Regions from separate parts of the Mus musculus genome. Here regions 2 and 3 are each linked to region 1. The links are chromatin contacts, called in public promoter capture Hi-C maps. All regions are on one chromosome and are shown on one strand. Each heading gives the region's core, a stretch centred on a gene start, on an enhancer-like site or on the middle of the called end of the contact. The rest is flanking DNA. Distances are from core to core; before and after follow the strand shown.

Evidence for each region. Promoter capture Hi-C pulls out the DNA fragments that hold promoters and counts their contacts. Capture Hi-C pulls out chosen DNA fragments and counts their contacts.
Region 2: a contact with region 1 is called in a promoter capture Hi-C map of second pharyngeal arch cranial neural crest. The contact joins the enhancer-like site here to the promoter of Gabbr1 in region 1. A contact is called at or near these places in 9 of 39 promoter capture datasets (the C10 cell line, cranial neural crest, embryonic stem cells and 5 more), 2 of 115 datasets of contacts at active chromatin or transcription factors (embryonic stem cells and pancreatic cancer cells) and 3 of 9 other capture datasets (adipose tissue, liver and pancreatic islet).
Region 3: a contact with region 1 is called in a promoter capture Hi-C map of adipose tissue. The contact joins the promoter of Trim15 here to the promoter of Gabbr1 in region 1. A contact is called at or near these places in 14 of 39 promoter capture datasets (the 3T3-L1 cell line, 3T3-L1-derived adipocytes, the HPC-7 cell line and 10 more), 1 of 484 Hi-C or Micro-C datasets (embryonic fibroblasts), 11 of 115 datasets of contacts at active chromatin or transcription factors (CD8 T cells, acute myeloid leukemia, embryonic forebrain and 5 more) and 4 of 9 other capture datasets (adipose tissue, embryonic stem cells, liver and 1 more).

What each region holds. Positions count from the first base shown.
Region 1 is chr17:37,043,548-37,047,721 of GRCm38.p6, reverse strand. Gabbr1 (gamma-aminobutyric acid (GABA) B receptor, 1) reads right to left here and starts at 1,756. Exons shown (of 23, transcript NM_019439.3): 1 at 1,433-1,756; 2 at 946-1,027; 3 at 65-268. The coding sequence starts at 1,027.
Region 2 is chr17:37,244,817-37,248,990 of GRCm38.p6, reverse strand. No RefSeq gene overlaps it. Among named protein-coding and RNA genes, the nearest start is that of Olfr97, 15 kb to the right of the region's middle. Within about 2 kb of position 2,045, at least 41 of the 459 cell types and tissues checked have an H3K27ac peak or open chromatin away from gene starts, as enhancers often do. A contact at or near this core is called in second pharyngeal arch cranial neural crest, where this site is marked.
Region 3 is chr17:36,865,301-36,869,474 of GRCm38.p6, reverse strand. Trim15 (tripartite motif-containing 15) reads left to right here and starts at 2,288. Exons shown (of 7, transcript NM_001024134.2): 1 at 2,288-2,739; 2 at 3,075-3,170. The coding sequence starts at 2,374.

The DNA of each region.
Region 1 (4,174 bases), core at 507-3,006:
ACTGAGAATGGAAGGGCCTGAAGGAAGGGGGCAGGGATGGTGGGTGGCTTCCCAGGCTACTCACCACAGCGACTGGGTGTGTCCATATCCGTCCAGGAGCCGTTGGCCAGGCACTTGCGCACCTTGGGCCCCACCACCTCGCGTTCGCCCCGGCACACATATTCAATCTCATAGTCCACAGGCAGGAAATTGATGGCCTTCACCTGGTCGCGAGTCAAGCCACGGTACCTGATGCCACCTTCCCAGGGCGGATGTATAATCTGGCAACCTGAGAGGGAATGGGGAGGCACAGGGGAACCGTGGGAGCGGGAAGGCAGCGCGCAGTGGAAGGGGGAAGAGCAGGGCGTGGTCAATGGTGGGGTTGGGGCAGGGGGACAGAAAAGGAGGGGCACACGGGACACACGACTGGAAGCTGGGAGTGGGAACAGTTAAGAACCCCAAGCTGCAGAACCCAGCGTCGTGGGTTAGGGCTAAAGCTGGTGCGAGAGTCCACCGGTTAAGAAGTATAATGGAGACAAATATCTAAGAAGAAATCCTAAGGGCTATAATGTTCGGTGGTTTAAATGAGGGACAGGGCCGAAGGAGAATACCGGTGAGGACCACACAAACCCACTGAACAAGGACCACACAAACCCATCAAAGCAACAAGGTGGACTACGGAAGGGGGGCGCTGTAGTAACGTGGGGCCCGGAAAGGGAGGTGGGGCTGAGATAATTCGGGGTCACAGAAAAACGGTGTAGTGTAGCAACGTGAGGTAGAGGAAATGGGTGCTGGTGGTGATGCGGAGTGACAGAAAGGAGGTCAGGAGTTGTGAAGTGGCTGCGGACCAGGATGCCAGGGATGGGGGCGGGGGGAGGTCCTGCCGCAAGAGTGATGAGGAAAGGAGACGTGCAAGGAAACGAGCTGTGGGGTGGAAGAGGTCCAGGGCGCCGGAGATGGGTGCACCTTCCGAGGTGACGTTGGGGGTCTGAGCCCCGCCAGCGCCCAGGGGGCGGAGGAAGAGAGGCACCAGCAGCAGCAGCAGCATCTGAGGAAAAGGCAACAGTGAGGGCACGGAGGAGCCCGCCGGCCGCGGCCTGGGCCAGCCGACGGACAGGTCTCGCTCCGCGCACCTCACGGGCTCCAACCGCGCGGTTCGGGACGCGAAGGGCGCCCCGCGGAGGAGGCGGGGGCGGAGCCGCACGGGCTGGGGGGGAGAGGAGGAGAGAGCGCCTGTCCCCACCCTCCTCCGGCCTCCCTCGGCCCCCCACCCTCCCGGGACTCCACCTCCTCTCAGCAGCCCCTGTGGCTAGCGCTAGCCCAGCTTACCCACGCTCAGGGGTCCCGCTACCCCATCACTCGCCTCTCGCACCCGAACCCCACGCACCCCCCGGCCCTACCCTACGTCCACCGGCCTCCTTGCCAAGCCCCGGTCGTGGGGCCCCGGTCTTACCTCGGCGGCCGGTCCCGCTCCGCGGCTCTCCCCGGGCCTCAAGGGCCCAGGCCCGGCCGCGGCTCCCCGTTCTCCCTCCCGGTCCTCCAGCTTCCCCTCCCCCTGTTCTTCTTCCACAGGAATCCAGGCTCCAGCCCGGCCGGGGTCTCTCCCCTTCGCGATCGCTACCCGCAAACCCCACCCCCGTCTCTCCTTCCCCGGGGCGACGGCGGCCGCGAGAGCACGGTGCCGGGAGGGAAGGAGGCGGCGCCGGGGACCGGGGAAGCTCTCGGGCGGAGGGAGGAAGGAGGGTGCAGGGGAAGACGGGGCGGGGGGAAGGGAGGGGGAGATCGGAGAGGGCGCCTCCCACAACCCGAGCCCCAGGAGCCGCCCCGGATCCCGGCCCCTCCCTAGACCGCCCACGGCGCGGGAGGGCGTAGAGGTAGGATGGAGGGGAACATAGGCGACCACGCATGCAGGCGGGGGACTAAGAGCTGCCGAGAGACCCGCAGACTAGACTGATGGAGACAGGAGGGGGGGCTGTAGGGGGTTATAGGACCCAAGCCTAAAGCAGAGGAGCTGGCACAAAGACAAGGAGCCTGGATGAAGGTGAAGAAAGGATGTGTTTGTACAAAAGGAAGACAGATCTGGACCTGGCGTAAGGAGGGAAGACGTCATATGCCTGGGGAACAGACCTTGAAGGGGAAGGGAGAATCAAGGGTCAAAAGGGCAGCCGATGGTGGAGGGAGCACTAGGAGAAAAATAGGATAGAAGAGCTAGAACTGGGAGCCCCGGGTGGCTCGTTAGTCCAGCAGTAGGCTACTTGCCAGCTTATGGCGGGGAGCAAGAGATCAGGGGCATCAGAAGAGATACTGAGGTAGATGGAGAAAGGAGAGGGCATAAAGAAAGAAAACCTCTACGTGAGCATGAGCCTGTATTATCAACACTCGGACCAGACCTGCCATTCTTGACTAAGGGTAAACTGGAGGCCCTGACAGAGAAGTCTGACAGCCAAAGCTCCTGCATTGCGATTGTCTGTCCATAACTTGATGGACAGAAAGATGAAAAAGGGAGTGTGGCGGGGGCTGGGGGAGGCACTCCTTTGCTGGCTAGTTCTTCCAGAGAGGTGGGTGGAAAGCAGGTATTATGAGACCCAGGAGAACCAAGGCTCTCAACCTTCAACCCTATGTTAGAACAAGTATTTGTAATGACTCCTAAACCACGAACTAATAATCATAGATTACATCACTTCCCTATGCACGTGACTAAAAAGAACAAAATATTTCCCCATCTATAAGAAGGAGCATAGCAATTTGCTACAACATAAACAGTATTTTAGAGTGAGTGCCGTTTCCCTCGAAGCAGGCAAATGCTTACACCTCTCCTTAGAGTCACAGAAATGAAACTTCTACCAACACACTGATACAGGTGCATAGCCAGTGACTCAACTACCTCCGGCATGTTGCCATCAATGTAGTGACTTCAGGAAATGTTGAGCAACTCTTGGTAGCAAAGTCAAGCTTCCCTAAACTCACACAGAACTGTAATTGCATTCCTAGAAAGTTCGCTGCATATTCAGACCATTAAAAAAAAAAAAAAGACTATTAAGTTCTAGGCTCAGATAATTAAACACAAGTTTTTACCTACATGAATGTCCTGGGGGACTTCTGAAAATCTGGATAAAGAGAGAACTCTTATCTGGCAGGAGGACAGCTTTTACACAGGTTCTACCCATATGTACACCCCCTCTCACAGTTCTAAATACAAAAAAAAAAAAAAAAAAAGCCCCACAAGCTTTTAAATGTTGCCTGGAAAGAGTCTGAGAACCACTGGACTAAATAGTGAGCAAAAGAGAGTAGGAAGGAGTTCTAACCACCAGAAGAGACAGCCACCCTCCTCTGAGTGGCCTGCCCTCTCAATAAGACCAACTGAAGTTATGGATACCAGTGAGGGAAGTTTCTCAGATAGTCAAAAAGAAGAGCTACCTGGCCGGGTGTGGTGGTGCATGCCTTTAATCCCAGCACTTGGGAGCAGAGGCAGGCAGATTTCCGAGTTCGAGGCCAGCCTGGTCTACAAAGTGAGTTCCAGGACAGCCAGGTCTACACAGAGAAACCCTGTCTCGAAAAAAAAAAAAAAAAAGAGCTACCTGACTCTGACTGACTCTCTGCCAGGCCTTGGCTAGTTCTTCTAGCCAGGTGGTATCCTGTGGTCCTGGCAAAGCTGAGTTCACAAACCCCTCCCCAAGTCCAGCAGGACCCTGCCTCAATGCAACATCTGAGCAAGCATGCTCCCTGGGATCACAGACTACTCCCAACATCTTTGTGTAAGCACTCTGATTTGCTTGCCTCTAGAGCATTCTGTAGCTGCCATTTCCTCCTTTCATACCTTTTCACCCTCCAGTATACTTTCCAGAGTTCCTTATCCATGTTCCTCGGGACACTTGTTTAGATTCTTCCTCAAACCACCATGTGTCAGCCCTGTTCTTCCCACAGATATTGTACCTAGCAGGAGATACGATGTCGGGAATGAATGTAGAGCCTTGAGCCCTCTACTTCCTTCTTTTCCTTCTAAAAACAAAAAAAGCAAAAGCTTCTACAGGTGAGCCTTTGCAATGCTACCTCCTTTGTGTAGTTTTTGTTTGTTTGTTCTGTTCTGTTCTGTTTTGTTACCATTTTCCATGGAAAGAGGCGTTTCTACTCAGATTCCCTATGGAATGGCCAACCTTCTTCTTTATCGTGCTTCCCAAATTCTCCTTCTGATGCC
Region 2 (4,174 bases), core at 796-3,295, 200 kb before region 1:
CTAAGGTTGGCTTAAATCATCTTGCATCCATGTATGTCTTTATTCCTTAGCATTTTTTAAATTTTTGTATATGAGGGTTGGTTTTATTTATTTATTTATTCTTCCTTCTTTCTTTCTTTTTCTGCCTTTCTTCCTCTTCCTCCTCCTCCTTCTACCTACCTCTGTGTCTGTATACCCTGTGCAGGCCTACTACTTATATAGACTAGAAGAGGGCTTCTGTCCCATCCCTGAAACTGAAGTTACAGATGGTTGTGAACTGCTGCCTGGGTGCTGGTAATAAAACCTGATTCAGTCCCACACAAGGCAGTGCTTTCTTTGGGAAAGAGAATAGAAGAAATTCAGACTATTCCCTGGGAGTGGTGAGACACTAAAGTACTCATCTCCAAATGCCCCAGTGCTTAGAGTCCCCATAACCCTGGGGTCTATCCTCTGTTCCACCACATGCTACAGGTTAGGCCCGGCAACTTACCTTTCTAAATGGTGAAAGAAGCATCAGAGCCTTAATCACTGTTTCTGCCTTTAACAGAACAAATGAGACTTGATCAGATGCCACAAGATGAGCTGGTTGTGTTGCCCCATGGGCTCCTGTCTACTCTATTCCATATTAGGGACCATATTCCATCATACTTATTAGCAGTCTGGATGTACCTGTTGCATTTTTCCTTCTGCAGAAAGAAAACAGTGGGTAAAAGGCCAGGAAGACAGCAGGGCCATAAAGGTCTATGAAAAAAGCCTTAAGCCACATGCCTTTAATCCCAGAACTTGGGAGGCAGAGACAGGTAGATTTCTGAGTTCAAGGCCAGCCTGGTCTACAGAGTGAGTTCCAGGACAGCCAGAGCTATACATACGTTTCGAAAAAACGAAACAAAAAACAAAAACAAAAGCCTTAATCCTAGCCCAAGCGAAGCTGCTAGAACTAGGACTGCAGACTCAGGGAAGGATATAAAACACATGACATATGAAAGAAGTATAATAAAGCTTTCTGGAGTGTCTGTTCTCAGCAGGGACCTTCCACTCTGATTATGGCTTTTCTGTCCCATGTTCCCATGCACAGTAGATGGTCAGTACCGAGACTCAGGCAAGGCTAGCATTTGTTAATGATACTGCTTCCTAGTTTATGTTGCTCACAATGATACATCATTGTGACATTCATTTGTGTATACAAGTGCTTGTGCATGCAAACAAGTATGCTATTACCTATTTTATGGGATAAAGTGGTCTCTGTAATACTTTATACACCTTAAGTAAACACCTCTTCAAAATGTAACTAAACATCTTTAAATGAGTCAAAAAATATTTTTCCAGAATTGTAATTTTAGAAATTAGATCTTTAAGATTTAGTTATTTGTGACTTAGATGTAAATTGTTTAAACTGTGTATATTCAGTCTGCATGTGGTTGATTCAAATCTATAATCTCAGTACCAGGAGAGCAGAAAAAGGAGAATCTCTGGAATTTACTGGCTAGCTGGTCTAACCAAATTGGCAAGATCCCATCTGAAGATAGATAGAAAAGATAGAGGGAGATACACAGTACTGGCTTACACATACATACACATAAACACACACATACACTCACATATGCACACATACAAACATATAAACACAAGCAAACACACACACAAACATTCATGCATACTTACATGCATATACACACACATACATACAAGCACTAAAGACATAATTACATTATACACCCAAGTATCCACATCATATACTCATAGATAGACATTAAAATACAATGATAACATAAAATAAACAATTGTGTCATTTGAGATTGTGGTCCAAATGTCTTCCCAGAGAAGAGTCAGGGAAAATTCCAACATCAGAACCCTTCCCAGATAACCCCGGGCCAGTGGGCAAGCAATGGATTGGGGGTGGGGCAGGGAGTGGAACTCAGGACCAGGAGGAGAAGGGATCCCGAAAATCTGGTCACGACACCCTTGTTTCTCCCTTTAGAGGTTATTTCCTTTCCAACCCCTGAACTCACCAGCACCTGTTTGGGTAAGAGCCAAAGCCACCACCGCCATCTGCAGGACAGCTCTGTTGCTTGAGGACCCCATCCTTCCCGTAGCCCTGATTAGATTCGCTAAGTACCTGCCAGCCAATTATAATGAGAGTTGCAGAAGCATCATCAGTATCCAGGCAAAAGTACCTGACAAAGTTTACAAAGTTACAAAGAAGTGAAACCTCAGAGGAAATGGAGGAATCTCCAATGCTGGGTTAAACCTGGAAACTGGGCTTGGATTTGATCTCTGTTCTCCTACACTGAGTACTTAATGTCATGTTTCCTAGAACGTTTCTAATATTCTAGGATCAGTATGTTCTCTACAACAAACAAAACATGTTTTTTTGTTTTATGTGTACTGATGTTTTGCTTATATTTATGTCTGTGCACCTCATAAGTGTCTGGTAACAGCAGAGCTAGAAGTAGGCATCTGACACCATGGAACTGGCGTTACTGGTCATATTAATTGCCACATGAGTGCTGGAAATAAGACTCAGGCAGACTCCACGGATAACTTTTATGAGTTAGGTCTACCAATAATTATCACACTTGGAAGCTAGAAGTGTTAAGGTCCTACCTGGGGGTACACACTTATAAACCCAGTCTCCAGGACATATAGGATTTTGGAAGGAGTTCAAGGTTGTCTTCAGCTAGGGAATTTAGTACCTGTAGCCACCACCAGCCAGTGGGTACTGGATTCCTGAAAGAAAAGATGGGGTTTTGGATGGGAAAGGCTGCGAGAGAAATAATAAGCCAAGACAAAGTTCTGATCAAGGCCAATGTTTACTTATGAGTCTGAGTTTATAAAGGCGGGGGGGGGGGGGGGGGACCCATCCCCCACCAAGCCAGGATCCTGTTGCTTTGTCAGGATAGTGTCAGGAGAACAGGTTCACCTACTCAACAGGTGTCTTGGAGGAAAACTGTAGATGTGGCATGACAATAGACTTTACCTAGGTCAGAGGACTCCACCCTAGGTGGGCTTGCTGGCTGTGGCAAGCCAGGTCTGAGTCAGCCTGCTCAAGGCTGGGGGAAGGGTACAGTTCCTCCCTTTTTATTTATTAAAAATAGCTGGACAGGGGCGTAAAATTTACTTATGCTCCATGGTCCTGCCTGGGAATTAAGTTGGCTCGCAGCCATGCCTGTCTTAGCACTGAATCTAATTGGCCTTTTTCTGACCCATCTCAGAGTACACATGCAGCTTGTTTGTGTTTATTTGCACAAACATGACATTTTAGTGTTTATTAAGAAAAACACAGCCTTTGACACATGCCCCTGTCTTAGGTTGAAATAAAAACCATAGACCAGTGGCCCGCCTTTGGCTGCTGGCCCTCATTGCACACCTTTTTCCCAATCATACCAAAGCCACAGCATGCGCTCAATGCATTTCTTCATAGAGATGAATCACTGCCATCTGCGCTTTGCTGAAGGCGAACCTGTATGAAGGTAATCGACCTGCAAGAAACACAAAGTCAAAGTTGAAAGCAACAGGATTAAGGTTGTCTGTGGGGATGTTCCAGGTACTCAATTCAATTGCAAATTTTCAATGGTTAGACCCAAGCCTGGCACCTAGTGTGGGTGAGGTGACTTTGATAATCAACAGAAAAAACTCTTACTTCTCTTGTAAATAGTGGAGGCTATGCTCCAAGTTAACTCTGCTGGCTAATAAAGATTTCAAGCTATCTTCATAATAGGAATCTCCAATATTGGATTTATTTCTAGACTAGTCAATGATTTAGTCAGAATAACTGGTCACATTAAAGGAAAGAGAAGTGTCATTATAACTCCTTTTGATTAATTTTTCTAAATCAGTTTCCACAGTCTCTATGTTCTCTGTCCCACAGTGTTTAAAAGCTTGAAGCAAGGCAGCTTAGCTTGTCGAATCTGAGACATATGCAAGCAAAGGTGGGTCAAGAACATATAACCAATATAGCTTTCCTGTCACCATTGTCAGGGCACTCAACAAGCTCACAGGTCAGCATTATCCTTTTGTGTCAGCTTGTCACACCAATCACTCTGTCAGCTAGCAAGCTCCTGCCCCATTCTGTTAAAAAAAAAAAAAATACAAACATGCCCTCTTCCCCATATTAAATACCTGTTCAGGATCATGCCATATGCCAATAAGTGGACCCTTTATTCTCACATAGGCATGAGTATGCCTAGTTGTAGGA
Region 3 (4,174 bases), core at 1,039-3,538, 180 kb after region 1:
AGGGAGATTGGAGGTATCAGCCAGTACAAGGCTAGTGGCCAGGGGAGTGTGGGGACTCAGATAAGGCTCTTGAGCTGGGGTGTGCACAGCACAAGGAACTGTGGTGATGCCTCCATGGTCCTATAACAGGCTTTAAAAGAGGGCCGAGAGAAGGGAAAAAAAAAACAAAAACAACAACAACAACAACAACAACAAAAAACGTATGAGGGAGGAAAAATAGAGCCAGCATTATTTATTTATTTATTTATTTATTTATTTATTTATTACCATGACTACATATCTCCCACTGATAGACGGAAGCACTTTAAACAGTTTTTTTTTTTTTTTTTTAATTCCACCTTGGCTCTATCACATCCTGCTGTTTGGACCTCCATTTTGCAAGCTCCTCCAGGTTCCCTCCACTCATCCAAGGGGAACCAACAGAGTGCAGGTGACTGTGATCTATCTGCAAGTCAAAGCTATGTGTCTTCCAGGAGATTCAGTCTACCAGAAACCCAAAGGACAAACAGACATGGTGGCACATGCCTGTGATCTCAGCACCTGTTATCCAGAGATGGGAGAATCAGGAGTCCTCAAGACCAGCCTCTGCTTGTATAGCAGCTCAGAGGCCAGTCTGAGCTACGTGAAATGTGTCTTGAGGAAAAAAACAATCAGTGAAAGTCACATATATGCAATGTAAATGTTTCTGGTTGCCAATATGAGCTGGGCCCCAATGGAACAGAATTATATATAAAGGGACATTATTGGGAAACCGGGTATTTTGAATACTGACAGTAAACTCACTAATAGATTGCTAAAGTTCTTTAAATTATATAGTTTTTATTATTACTGTGTATATGTGTGTATGTGTGTGCATGTGTAGGTGTGTGTGCATGTGTATATATGTGTGTGCATGTGTGCATGTGTAGGTGTGTGTGTGTGTGTGCGCGCGCTTGCGCGCTCGTATTCTGGCATAAATGTAGAAATCAAAGGACAACTTTGTGGAGTGAGTTCTTGCCTTCAACCATGTTGGTCCCAGGGCTAGAACTCAGGTCTTTGGCTTGGCAGCAGTTGCTTTTACCTGATGCGGCATCACACCGGCCCATGTTAAATTTTTTAATGACACCGTGGTTGTGTGGATGAATTCCTCACTCTGAGGAGATATATGTTGTATTTATGGAAGAGAGAGCAGATGGCCCAATACTTACAAAATTCAAAAATGCACAAAGGCATTCATGCCACTATTTCTCCACACTATCAATAAATTTGAATGTTTCTCATAATAAGGGTGAGAAAAATATTATAAGACAAAAAGTAAATATTAGTAGTATATTTAAGTTAGTCCAATGTTTCCAAAAATATTTTTGAGCATAGAGTCAACATGAAATACTAGCGATATATCACATGTCTCTGTAGTGATGTGAAATCGTTTATACAAACAGCACATCTCAGCCAGGGCCGACCACATATAATTAGACAGCTGTTCTAAGGATGCATTGTCAAGTGGGAAGGTAGGGCAGGAAGAAGGGGTGTGTGAAACATGAAAATAGGTGGGATAAAAAGACCTGGTGAGCACGAGGGTCTGGCTTTGTCCACAGGGCAGGTGAATGCCTAGGGATCCTGGCAGCTTGTCCACAGGGCAGGAGAATGCCCAGGGACCCTGGCGGCTTGATCTCTGACCCAGTTTTGGGAAGAGCTGGAATCCAAATACCCCAATGCCTTCTGTCTTGTGGCTGTCAAACTCTCTGATCCTTAGAAATCCTCTTTGCCTTTCAATTTGTATCTCTTTCTCCACACTTGTCCCAATGAGTTGTTATTAAATTGGTTGTTCTGGAGTAATTTCTTGGGGTGGTGGTGGTGGTGGTGGAGGTGGTGGTGAGTGCATATTGCCAGACGAGGGGAACGTGCATTTGGGCTCGAAATTCGAGGTCAGTCTCAACATCACAGGCTGGACTCTGATGCCACTGCCAGCCTCCTAGCCTGAACTATGGCTCTCACCTGCCCAGCGTGACAGGAAGCGGCTCCTCCCCAATGGCCTCACCTCTCTGTAGCCAAGAGATTCCAGGAAACCCCATTTCCAAGTGACCTCATGATGCAATACGCTGCTCCCCACCCAAGGGACCGAAGGCGACAGGAGTGGAGAGCTAGGTCACCTGCCTGCCCCTGGGAAACGCTGGGTAGTCAAGACGCCCTGGAGTTTGGACCTGCTTAGCTGCTGGGTTCTGGGCGTGGCAGCCAGGTGACCTCGCTGAGCTGACATTCCTGCCTTTCTTTCAGCCTCCGATTCCTTTGCTTCTGTGACAGTGACGCACTTAAAAGTGACTCAGTTTCAGGGAAAGGAAATTGGAGTGGACCGAGTCAGAAGACTGTGGACAGGCAGGGGAAGGCACGGTGATGCCCTCAACCCGGTCCCTGCGGGGACTTCACCAAGTAGCCTGTCCTGTCTGCACCCGACCCTTGCAGGATGCGGTGACCACAGCCTGCGGACACACTGTCTGCCTACTCTGCCTCCCGCGCACCCCAATGGGAGCCCAGCTGCTGTGCCCTCTCTGTCAGGGGGCAGAAGAGGAGAAAATCCAGGCCGCAGTGGCCCCGGTGTCCCTAGGTCCCCTGAGCGAGACCTACTGTGAAGAGCACGGAGAGAAGATCTATTTCTTCTGTAAGACAGACGCGGAGCTGCTCTGCGTGTTCTGCAGGGAGGGCCCCGCCCACCAGGCACACACTGTGGGGTTCCTGGATGAAGCCATCCAACCCTACAGGGTAAGGAGCTGAGGCGCTGCTTCGTGGGGGCAGGATGGTGACCTGATGTGGGTGAGTGAAGGAAAAGGGATAGAGATTTACTGTCTAAAATCCTCTCAGTCCTCCTCTTTGCTCCTGGTTTCCCTGCGGGCACATACACCTTACTTACCACACACTTTCTATCTCCATAGTGCCACCCAACCCAATTCTTGCCCTAAATGGTGATACAATGAAGGTCAAGGATTAGGACTCTTGTCAGTTTGAATCTCTCAGCCTCGGTGGTGTGTCCACAACATAGCACACGGTATTTGCCAGTGGGATTATTCACCGACCCTCTGCTTTCTTTTTTCTGACAGGATCGTCTCAGGAGTCGGTTAGAAGCTCTAAGAATGGAGAGGGACAAGATAGAAGATAGGAAATGTCAAGAAGACCAGAAGCTCCAGGAGGTTCTGGTAAAGATCACACACACACCTATGGCTGTCTGTTCCTTTGTTCCAGTTTGTTTGTTTAGGTACAGAGTCTCATGTAGCTCAAACTGGCCTCAAAGTCACTACTTAGCGGATCCTATTTTCTCTGCCCCCACAGGTGCTGGAATTACAGGCATGTGCCACCATCCTAACATGTTGGGTAGCTAGCTCAGTATGAACAGTGGTTGCGTAGAATACATGGAGCCCTATATTCAATACTCAGCACTGAATAGGAGTGTTCTATAATTGCAGCACTTGGGTGATGGAGTTAAGAGCGTCAAAAGCTCAATGTCATCTTTGACTTCATTGTGAATTGAGTTTGAGGCCAGCCTAGAATGCATAAGACATGGACATGTATCTCAAGAAAAAAAATAAATTACAACAGTTATTCATGAGTCTAAAGAAGACATAGTAGTTAGTTTTGTGTGGTTAGTTTTGTTGTTGTTTTTGTTTGTTTGCCAAATTGACTCAAGCAAGGGTCATCTGGGAAGAGGGAACCCTTCCTAAATGAGGAATTGAAAACAAAAAATCAGCCGAGAAAAACATTTCTTTCAGATTGGCTGTATGTGGTAAGTCTGTGAGACATCGTGATTATTGATTTGGGAGCATCCAGCCTACACTGGGTCCGTGGTCCTAACAATCTAAGCAAGCAGGCTGAGCATGCCACGGAGAACCTGCTGTTTCTTCACAGCCTCTGCCTCTGGGCTCCTGTTTGAGTTCCTGCTCTGGGTTCTCTCAGTGATGCACTGAGATGTGAAAGTAGAAAATGAAATAAATCCTTTCCTCCTCAACTTGGTTTTTGCCAACGTTCTATCATAGCACAGAGAAGAAAACTAAAACAGTAGAATATTATAGCTATGAAAGGATTTTTTTTTAAGTTAAGTGTGACTCTAAAGAGTTCCATATGATATTGTTACAATCTCTGGCTAAGACAACAGCTCAGAGCTCATCATCTGCAAGTGTATCTTGGGATCTATCTCTTTCTACCA